2 separate regions of the Ovis aries genome follow, and region 2 is linked to region 1. A link is a contact called in public Hi-C data. All regions are on one chromosome and are shown on one strand. The core of a region is the stretch at or near the end of the contact, and the rest is flanking DNA. Distances in the headings are between cores, read along the strand shown. Region 1 overlaps ARHGEF37 (Rho guanine nucleotide exchange factor 37). Region 2 overlaps PPARGC1B (PPARG coactivator 1 beta).

Evidence for each region. A called contact is a pair of places that touch in the nucleus more often than the background predicts.
Region 2: a Hi-C map of blood shows a contact between it and region 1, with 4 times the contacts expected there. The contact joins two enhancer-like sites. A contact is called at or near these places in 10 of 16 Hi-C or Micro-C datasets (blood, liver, mesenteric adipose tissue and 4 more).

The regions. Positions count from the first base shown.
Region 1 is chr5:58,756,264-58,760,897 of ARS-UI_Ramb_v3.0, reverse strand. ARHGEF37 (Rho guanine nucleotide exchange factor 37) reads right to left here. Exons shown (of 13, transcript XM_004008962.4): 13 at 3,486-4,634. Among named protein-coding and RNA genes, the nearest start is that of ARHGEF37, 56 kb to the right of the region's middle. Within about 2 kb of position 1,892, at least 14 of the 54 cell types and tissues checked have an H3K27ac peak or open chromatin away from gene starts, as enhancers often do.
Region 2 is chr5:58,948,545-58,953,178 of ARS-UI_Ramb_v3.0, reverse strand. PPARGC1B (PPARG coactivator 1 beta) reads right to left here. Exons shown (of 12, transcript XM_027970395.2): 8 at 3,620-4,409. Among named protein-coding and RNA genes, the nearest start is that of PPARGC1B, 100 kb to the right of the region's middle. Within about 2 kb of position 2,633, at least 8 of the 54 cell types and tissues checked have an H3K27ac peak or open chromatin away from gene starts, as enhancers often do.

The DNA of each region.
Region 1 (4,634 bases), core at 643-3,142:
GGATTAACAATAGCAAAAAGACACTCTAGTCTCTAGGTTGGAGGAACGCAGGGAAGCGGCAGTGTTACTAATGCCGGTATCTGACGCTATCTGACAGAAACTGGAAGCACAGCCAGGCCTTCCCAAGGCCAAGAGGCAAGGAACCTGGAACCATGGAGGAGACCAGCCAAGGCAGAGATACAGCCTGAAACTGAGAGAGGGAGAAATATCTAGAGTTCTCCTCTCCTCCTTCCTGCCAGTGTCTCCCACTGGCCAAACATACCAGAAAATCAGAGGTCAGAGGAGCTTGGGAAATGTAGTTCTCTCTAGTACACAGCAGAGCTGGTCAGGGAATGAATGTGAGAGTGAGCAAGCAAATGACTAACCTCTGGAAATGAGAGCTGCTCAGAAGGGGTGGATGCAACTCCTACACCCGCTCTGGCCTCAATTTTTCTGAGGCTCAAGGCTGTTCCAAACCTTCAGCCACTGAACTCCCTTCCTACGCATAGGCCTCAAGGCTGCCCAGACCCCTGATGCATGGGTCCAAGGCAGGGAACCCAGAACCACCACCCTGAGGTGCCTGGAAGCATGGGAGCTGCCTGAGTCCTAACGGAACAGCACTCACTAGTGCTCCTGAGCTCAGCATAAATCAGAGCCCGCAAGGACAAATCTAATCTCCCCCTCTCTTTGTTCCTGAATCTGCTACTGGAACCTCCAGCAAGGAGCTTTGGTCCCCAAAGCTGCTGGGTCTCCTGGGAACACCCTGAGAAGATGCTTCTGGATGCAAAGGGCCCTAAGCCTATGAGCAGAGTCCTGCTTCAGTGCGCCTGCATGCCTGATTATCGCCTGAATCCCTGAATCGCTGCCTGACTTGTCCTGAGGCAGTGAACTGCAGAAAGTCCTATCACTGGGGAGAGGCAGGAGAATCTAGGACACTCCTGCCCATGACTGAGATTGTCCTGGATGGGAATGCTGCCCACCCTGACCCAGATGCAGCAGCAGGGATCCAGACCAGGGGAAGTCCCAAGAATCCCTTTGGGGTGTAACAGCAGCCTCTGAGGGAAAGGCTGGAACTAGTTTCCACGAGGCCCTCACAAGCCAGGGGGGCTTCATCTACATAAGGGAGTGGCCAGGCCTTGTCACCAGCCCCTATACTGAGAGAAAGACAGGCCCTGCAAACCTTCCTCCAAATGTCATGTCATCTCCCCTCACGTCCCCATAATAATGATAAGTATGTTTATTGAGTGCTAATGAGTCAGGTCCTGGCTCATTTATTCCTCAAAAGAACCTTGTGAAACAGGTCCTATGGAGATCCTCATGGATGGTCAGAAAATATGGCTCACAACCTAACAGAAGTTTGATGACAACAATAGTCACAATAGCATAAAAGAGAACGGTGCTCCCCAGAGATCCAAGGAAGGAAAATTAATGTCTGATGAAGTAGTGAGTGAAGTGGAGACACACGTAGGGCTTTCACAGGACATAGACATGAAGCTAATTCTTCAGAGGAGATTCTCCACCAGGGCAGCCAACCCACACTCTGGCAGAAGATGTACTAGGGGGGGATCTTCTGTGACCTGCACAATCTCCACACAGAAGAGTTCACATCAAAAAACAAAACAAAACCCTGGTATTTGATTTCTCTCAAAAAATCAGAATGCCTGGCACCACTTGGCCCTCATTCTGATGTGGCAACACTGACCGAAGCCGAGCAGCTGTAAGCTCCTGCAGCTGGAGTGTGTTCCTGCTGGTCCATAACAGCCCCTGCCACTCCCTAGGGTCTTTCACCTGGCCCTTCCTCCCATCTGCACCACCTGCCTGGCAGCCTCTGTATTCAATTTGACTGGGGGCTCTTCCAGGCCCAATCTCAGCTGATAGAGCCCTGCTGCCACCTAGTGGTCCAAGTTCACAAGTTCCCTCACTACACAGCAGTGACGCTCCCGTTGTGATCAACCACCGTTCACAAGCGTTTCCTTCAATCCTCTCACTTGCCCTGCGAGAAGAGGAATTGCACACACTTTACAGAAGAGAAAAACATCTGGGACACTCCAGCCCATGTCTTGGATTGCCCTCAATGGGAAAGGTGCCCACCCTGACTCAGAAAAAGGAAGTTCAAAAATTACTGATAAGAAAAACAGAAGACCAAGGGGCAGGCTGGGGACCCTCATCAAGCTTGTTCACATGCACAAACTTGTAGTAGATAAGTTTGCTACTTGCCTGTGGCCAGGTAGGCCCTTACCCTTGTAAGGCCTACACATGTTAAGGCCAAGTGCTAGACACTTACACCACGATGCTGCTTTCCAGGGCCTGAGAAGTCTTCCCTTTCCCCTTCCCCAATCCTGTGTGCTTAGTCACTTAGTTGTGTCCGACTCTTTGAGACCCTATAGACTGTAACCTGCCAGGATCCTCTGTCCATGGAATTCTCCAGGCAAGAACACTGGCATGGGTAGCCATGCCCTTCTCCAGGGGATCTTCCAACCCAGGAATCGAACCCAGGTCTCCCCACATTGCAGGCAGATTCTTTACCACTGAGGTACCGGGGAAGCCTGGTGGCTCAGTCAGCTCCCCAATCCTACCTATCCACAAACCCAGCACCAGCCCCACTTCCTCCAGAAAGCCTCCCTGATCCCCTCAGCATCCCCAAAGCTCCTCCTTGTCTGAACATCTAGAAGCCTGGGCCATAACAACTTCTGGGGCTGACAGCATTCTGCCCTGTGGTACCAGGTAACTGCTTGATGCTCATATGTCCTTTATAGCTGGATGGGAGATACTTGGAGGCAGGCTTTGGTGTCCCAATCCCATCTGGGTGTTACCTGAGCAATGTGTATTGAACATCTATAACTTGAGGCATGTGACAGATGCTTAGGGAGATCCAGGGATGAACTAGAACTTGCATCCTAAACCACAATCCCGGGTGTCACTCTTCTGCTTGAAACCCTTTAGTGCCCCCTGACTGCCTTCACAATAAACCCCAAAGCTCCTTACCATGCACAGCTCACTAAGCCATCTCCCACCGCACCCACCACCCCTACACACAGCATGTGTTTCAGCCTTACAGCATTTCAGTTCCCAGATGAGCCATGCTTGCTCTTATCTCTGCCTTTGCACATGCCCTCCCTCCCACCTTCATCTATTCCATTTCCCATCAGCTTGGATATCACTTCTTTCAGGAAGCCCTCCTGAGCCACCAAGTCTAAGTCAGCGGCTGGCCTCCCCCTGGGCTCTGGTGGCACCTGTTATCTAAGCTGTTATCAACAACTAACACGGTGTGTAACTGTTGCCTTGCCTGCCTCCTTCATCAGTATAAGCTTTGGGAGGGCAGGGCCCCGATCTTAGACTTCTCACTGCATCCCCAACAGCCAAGGCCAACTCCTGGAGACACTGAAGATATGCAGTAGACACTCATTAAATGAACACATGAATAAATGAGGTGCCATTTTTATATACAGCAAGTGTCTAGTGAGCAAAGGTCCAATGGTTAGAGTCACACAAATTTCAGCAACATATCATCTTTAAGACCTTTATTCCCAGTAGTTGACATCAGTTATTCACCAAGCTAGAACTCAGCACATTAACCAAGAATTTGCTCATCTTTTTGAGCACGGAGATATTGTTGTAATCTGGTTCCCATGTCTAAAACTAGGTTGGAGCCCAAAAGGTTAAACTCCATTGCAGGGAGCAAGAGGCACCCTCATGAATCAGTCTTCAACTCTTGGAAGTGTTGTTCTAGTCATAGGCAAATACCTTTGCGAGTCTAATATGTGATGGCCCAGCATTGAAATAAATAAGACAGTGCAACGGTTCTAGGCATCTGGAGGGGAAAGGTACGTTACACCGAGTCCTCTGGAGAAAATTCAGGCCATTCTCCATATTCTCAGTTGTGCATTTCCTTACCCTTCAGTGACTTTTAATCTCATTCCCTGGTATGAAAAACCACAACCCATGTGTTACTGAACACATTTTTATTTTCCTTTCGTGAGATAGACTTGGTACCAAGTATATTTCAGTTTTCTCCCTTCTGCCTACAAGAACATCCAGTTTTGTTCAGGTCCCTTTTAATGGCACTTAATAAATATACATTCTAGGACCTGAAAGAACAGGCTGTCCTGTTTCAAACCTCCTCTCACGCTGCCTGTTTAAAGCATCTCAGCAAGTACAAAGTTCAGATGGGGCACATCCTAGGTTAGAGCCTGTGACCATTTCTGACCCCAGGTCTATCTCGACCAGCACTGTGTCCAGGGCAGAGATCTCCAACCCTGGCCACACACTGGAAGTACTTGAGGAGCTCTCTGATTTCCTGAGGCTGGGCCACACTCCAGACAAATTGCATCAGCATCTCTGAGTGGGAACCTCGCTTCAGTCATAGTTGAAAGCTGCCCCAGTGCCAACAGTAGGCTCTCAAAAGTACTGTAGAACCACACTGGTTCTACCACAGCTGCATTTCCTATTTTATTACCTGTTCTCCTGTGCTACTTGTTTGCATCAGAAAGCTGAGCAGGGAAGAGAAAGGAAAATGAGTCGTGAGCATCTTAGAGTCAATTTTGTGCTGGGTGAAAGGTTGTGGGGACTGAGTTTCTCCTGCATTATGTATGCAGCCTTCATGCTTTCACAAGCCCAGAGGAGGTAAGTTACAGACTGTCTGACACGGACATGTA
Region 2 (4,634 bases), core at 1,384-3,883, 190 kb before region 1:
TGAACAAGCAAAGCAGACTCACTCACTCTTAGCAGGGACCACAGTGGGGCGGGAGGAGGACTTGCTCCAGGAGGCGAGCGATTGTTTCTTCCGCTTTGTTAGGACTCATTCATTAGTGAAGGTAGGACTAGGGGAAGGAGCCCAGCTCTCCGCCTCAGCGGTGACCCCCCAGGGCCGCATGTGGGTCTGAACGTGTGACTGACACACGCCTTCTACATTGCGAACCATAAGCCCTGTGAACCTTTCTATGCTGTTGGGGGTGGGAAAGGCCCTTTTGCTTCATTATGATATTTGACCTGATGAAGAAATATCCTCTGAGGTCTCATGCTTCCCCATTTTTCAGATGAAAATCTTAAGGCTCAGGTTCAAGATGAAATTTTCCCCAAAGCTAAGAAGTGGGGAAGCCAGAGCTAGTCGGAGGTCTGCTGATTCTAGACCCACGGCTCCCCCTCCATTTGTGCTGTCTGGCCAGGCAGCAACCTCGGCCATCACAGCCCCCACACCCCAAGCAGCCAGTGGGCTACTCAGCTGGAGAAGCTCCTGGGTGCCGCAGGCCTGCGCCCTCCCAGGCACCTGTCTGCACAATGCTCTCTCCTCCCAGTGGCCCGGCTGCTGGAGGGGAAGGAGCTCCGCATGTAAGGGGGGTCGAGTGCTGACTCTGCCACACACCGTCTGCATCCTTGGGAACACAGCAGAGAATGAGAGCAGGGGCTCCAGAGTCAGCTAGTATTCCGATGCTGATTCTACTACCTCTCTGCTGGTAACCCGGGACTGGCTATTTAAGCCAGTTCTTCATCTGTAAACTAAGGAGAATCAATTATATTTGCCTCCTCAGCCATTTGGGAGGATCAAATCAGAACATACCTGTACATGCTTAGCCCAGGAATGGCTCAGTACTTGCTGGCTATATTTTCCTATTGAACCTTTTTGAGCCTCAGTTTCCTCATCTATAAAATGGGGATGAAAAGCACTTGAGATTCCCTCAAGTAACTCTGTGAAGCTCAAAGAGGGTAATAGAAAGGGATGTGACTTGCAAACTTTAAAGCGCTATATAATGAGAGTACCGTTATCTACTTGCAGCAGCATTAAGTCTTCCCCCATGAAGAGCTGAGAGGGACTTAAAGGTGCTGCAAAGTGAAGTAAGTGAAGTTGCTCAGTCATGTCCGACTCTTTGTGATCCCATGCACTATAGCCTACCAGGCTCTGAGGAGCCTCTCAGTCCACAGAATTTTCCAGGCGAGAGTACTGGAGTGGGCTGCCATTTCCTTCTCCAGGGGATCTTCCCAACCCAGGGATGGAACCTGGGTCTCCCGCACTGCAGGCAGACGCTTTACCGTCTGAGCCGCCAGGGAAGCCCTGAAGGTGCTGTAGGGCTTGTTAAACCAGCTCAAAGCCTTCCTGTTGATTGATGTTTGGTAGCAGAAGCAAAAGTAGAGAAATGCTGGTCTGGAGAAGACTGATGACTAGTTTATCCAACTGACTAGCCATCAAGCTCTGCTAGGCAGCTGAGTAGGAACCAAGTTAACAATTAACTTTCTCCAGCGAAAGCCAGCCTGAACTTAGCCCAAAAGTGAGAAAGAGGAAAAGGAGAATCCATGGTGATTGAGAGAGGCCCCTGACTCTTGTGCCAAGCCCATGGGTAAAGGGCTGAACAGGCCAGGAGGGGAAGGAAGCCAAGAAGCTCCAGCTCTGGCCTTGGGGGATGTGCTTCAACAGGAGAAAAACCTTAGTAGCTCCTGAACAGACGCTGCAGAAGAAACCAGCTAACGTGAACACAGACAGACTAGCTCAAAGCGACCCGCTGGGGAAAGGAGAACAGAGCTGAAAGGGGGGCTCAGAGAGGTCTGACAGAAGATGGCTCTGACTAACTGTTCTGGCTTATTACATAGACAGGCTTTTACAGAAATTGCTCAAAACGAGTTTATTTTAAATAACAGATAGTCCAGGGCTTCACCATATTAATGTCTGGGGTTGGGGGGGCGGGGAGGGTGGTGTCCAGAAGTCCCCTAAAATCCAATGCCCAATTAGTTGTCTGCATACATTTTAATGGGGAAAGTAAGCTTTGTTTTCATCAGATTTTCAATTAAGAGCCACCAGTGTGTGTGTGTGTGTGTTAGTTGCTCAGTCATGTCCAACTCTTTGCAACCCCATAGACCATAGCCCACCAGGCCCCTCCGCCCATGGGACTCTCCAGGCAAGAACACTGGAGTCGGTTGCCATTTCCTTCTCCAAAAGGAACTATAGCTAGAAAGAAAGTGAAGTCGCTCAGTAGTGCCTGACTCTTTGCAACCCCATGGACTGTATGTAGCCTACCAGGCTCCTCCATCCATGGAATTCTCCAGGCAAGAGTACTGGAGTGGGTTGCCATTTCCTTCTCCAAGAGCCACCAGTAGAGATAAGAAAATATAAACAGGAATTTTTCTAAGGTTATCTTTCTACTACCTGAATTCTGTTTCTCAGAGTCTAGCGCTCTAGCAATGTCATCATTACCCCGGAACTTGTTAGAAATTCTCCACCCCACCCCCGACCTACAAAACCTGAGGCTCAGGGGGCGGGGCCCAGCCAACAGCTTGGCAAGGAGGCCTCCCGGGGATCCTGCTTGCTGCACTGCTCTGAACCCAGGAGCGCCATCTGGTGGTCACTCAGGTGCATCTCGAGCAGAGGGTTTGGGACCTGCACCCACGCTTCTAAAGCCTCCCCATCCAAAGAGCCGGATCCTGCTGTCATCAGGGAAGAGAAGCAACCTGTCTCCACCAAAAGACGCCAGACTTCCATTCTTTCTGCCCAGCTGCCCACAGAATTCTGGAACGGCTCCTTCTACAGTCCGGTTCAGTGAGCCAAGACGGGATAAGCAAATGCTTATGACACGTCATCCTGGTGTGAAGGAAAAAGAGCTCCCCCACTGGGTGGCTGACTGCTGGAAGACTGCACAACTCCGCAGCACCGAGAAATGAGAATAAACCTTACCATTGCTTTAAAGCCGGGTTTTTGGTGTTTTTTAAGAACACGTTAGAATTCTGCTAATCTTTGTTTTACAAGTAAATGTCACATAGGTATTACACTGTATAGATGTGTTGACCCTTGAACAACACAGGTTTGAACTCTGAGGGTCCACCAACACGGGTTTTTTTTTTCAGTAGTAAATACCACACTGTCAGAAGTTGCTGAATCTGCAGATACGGAGTTACCTTGGATGAGGAGAGTAGACTATAAGTTATACACAATTTTTGACTGTGTGGAGGATTGGTGTCCCTAATCCTTACATTATTCAAAGGTCAAGTGTATATGTTTACACAAAAACCTACCTATTTTACAAATATAAAAGCAGAAACAGATGAGTAAGGTCACAAAAGGCTAAAAAGTGTGTTTTCTTCCTCCCCCGAGGCCAGGCTATCCGGACCACTCCTCAATGGACCACTGGACCACACCACAGGCTTCGCTTGGCTTCAGGACTTGCCCATAACTCCCCAAGGAGTCCACCTCCAGGGCCTCTGACCAGGACACAGGCCACACAGGAAGCTGGGGCCCTGGTCTCAGAGCTCCTCTCTCCCCTGACACCTCAGAACTGGGGGTGCTCAGCTGCCCACCATCCATCCTGAGGCCACCCACCCATCCATACCTGAAGGTCCTCCGTGTGGCTGGTGACCGGGAGCGGCAGGATGAGGAGCCAGAGCTGGAGCGGCTGCGGGGACAGAGCCGCCGACTAGCCTTGCTGGGTGGGCTCTGGTAGGGGCAGTGGTCAGAGCGAGGGGGGCTGACCCCCAAGTCTTCTTCTTCATCGTCGTCCTCCTCCTCGTCCTCCTCCTCCAGGAGGAATGTGCTCTCGCCACTGCTGCTGCTGCTGTCTTCAAAGACAGTGTCATACTCGGGGCTCTTGCAGGAGGCCAGGTCTTCATCCTCCAAGGCTGTCTCTAGGAGCCCAAAGTGCTTAGTGAGGCTGGCACGGATCTCGTGGTCTCTCAGCAGCATGCTGTCCTTGGTGGGGGCACCAACATCACAGCTTCCGTCTTCTTCCCTGCCAGCGGCCTGGGCCTCAGCCCGTGGGGGCCCTGGCTGGGGCCAGTCCTTCAGGTGGGCCCCAGACGGCTCCCAGGACCTCAGCACCTTCCTCTGCAGGGCACCGTCTGGCTTCAGCACCTGGCAGTAGTCATGGTCGCCGAAGGAACAGGAGAAGGGTCGCTTCTGGCCAGCCTGGGAGGCTGGCTGGGCTGGGGCATGCCGCAGGTGGGACAGGAGCTCGCTCCGCTCTGGGCGCTTCTTTGGCAGCTTGTGGGCAGCCTCGGTGGTGGCCCCGAGCTGGGGACCCTCTGGGGTGGGAGCTCTGTCTTTGCCAGGGCTGTGCTTGATGTCTGGCTTGAAGGGGTCTTCCTCTGTGGGCTTATACGGAGGCGTGGTAGGCGGAGTGAGTCCTACCCAAGCAAGAGGAAAAATGTGAGACAGATCATTTCTCCAAGGAGCACTGAAACCCTCCTTTGGGAGGGCAGAGAAATAGCATGCGTCTCACCACTCTCCAGACCCAGTGGATGGCAGGCATCGCTAATCGATCACTGCGCTGCTGACTGAGCCGGGACATGGCCTGGGACTCCATCTCATACAGTCCATCAACAGTTTTTCGGAGCTGGCATGTGATGAAA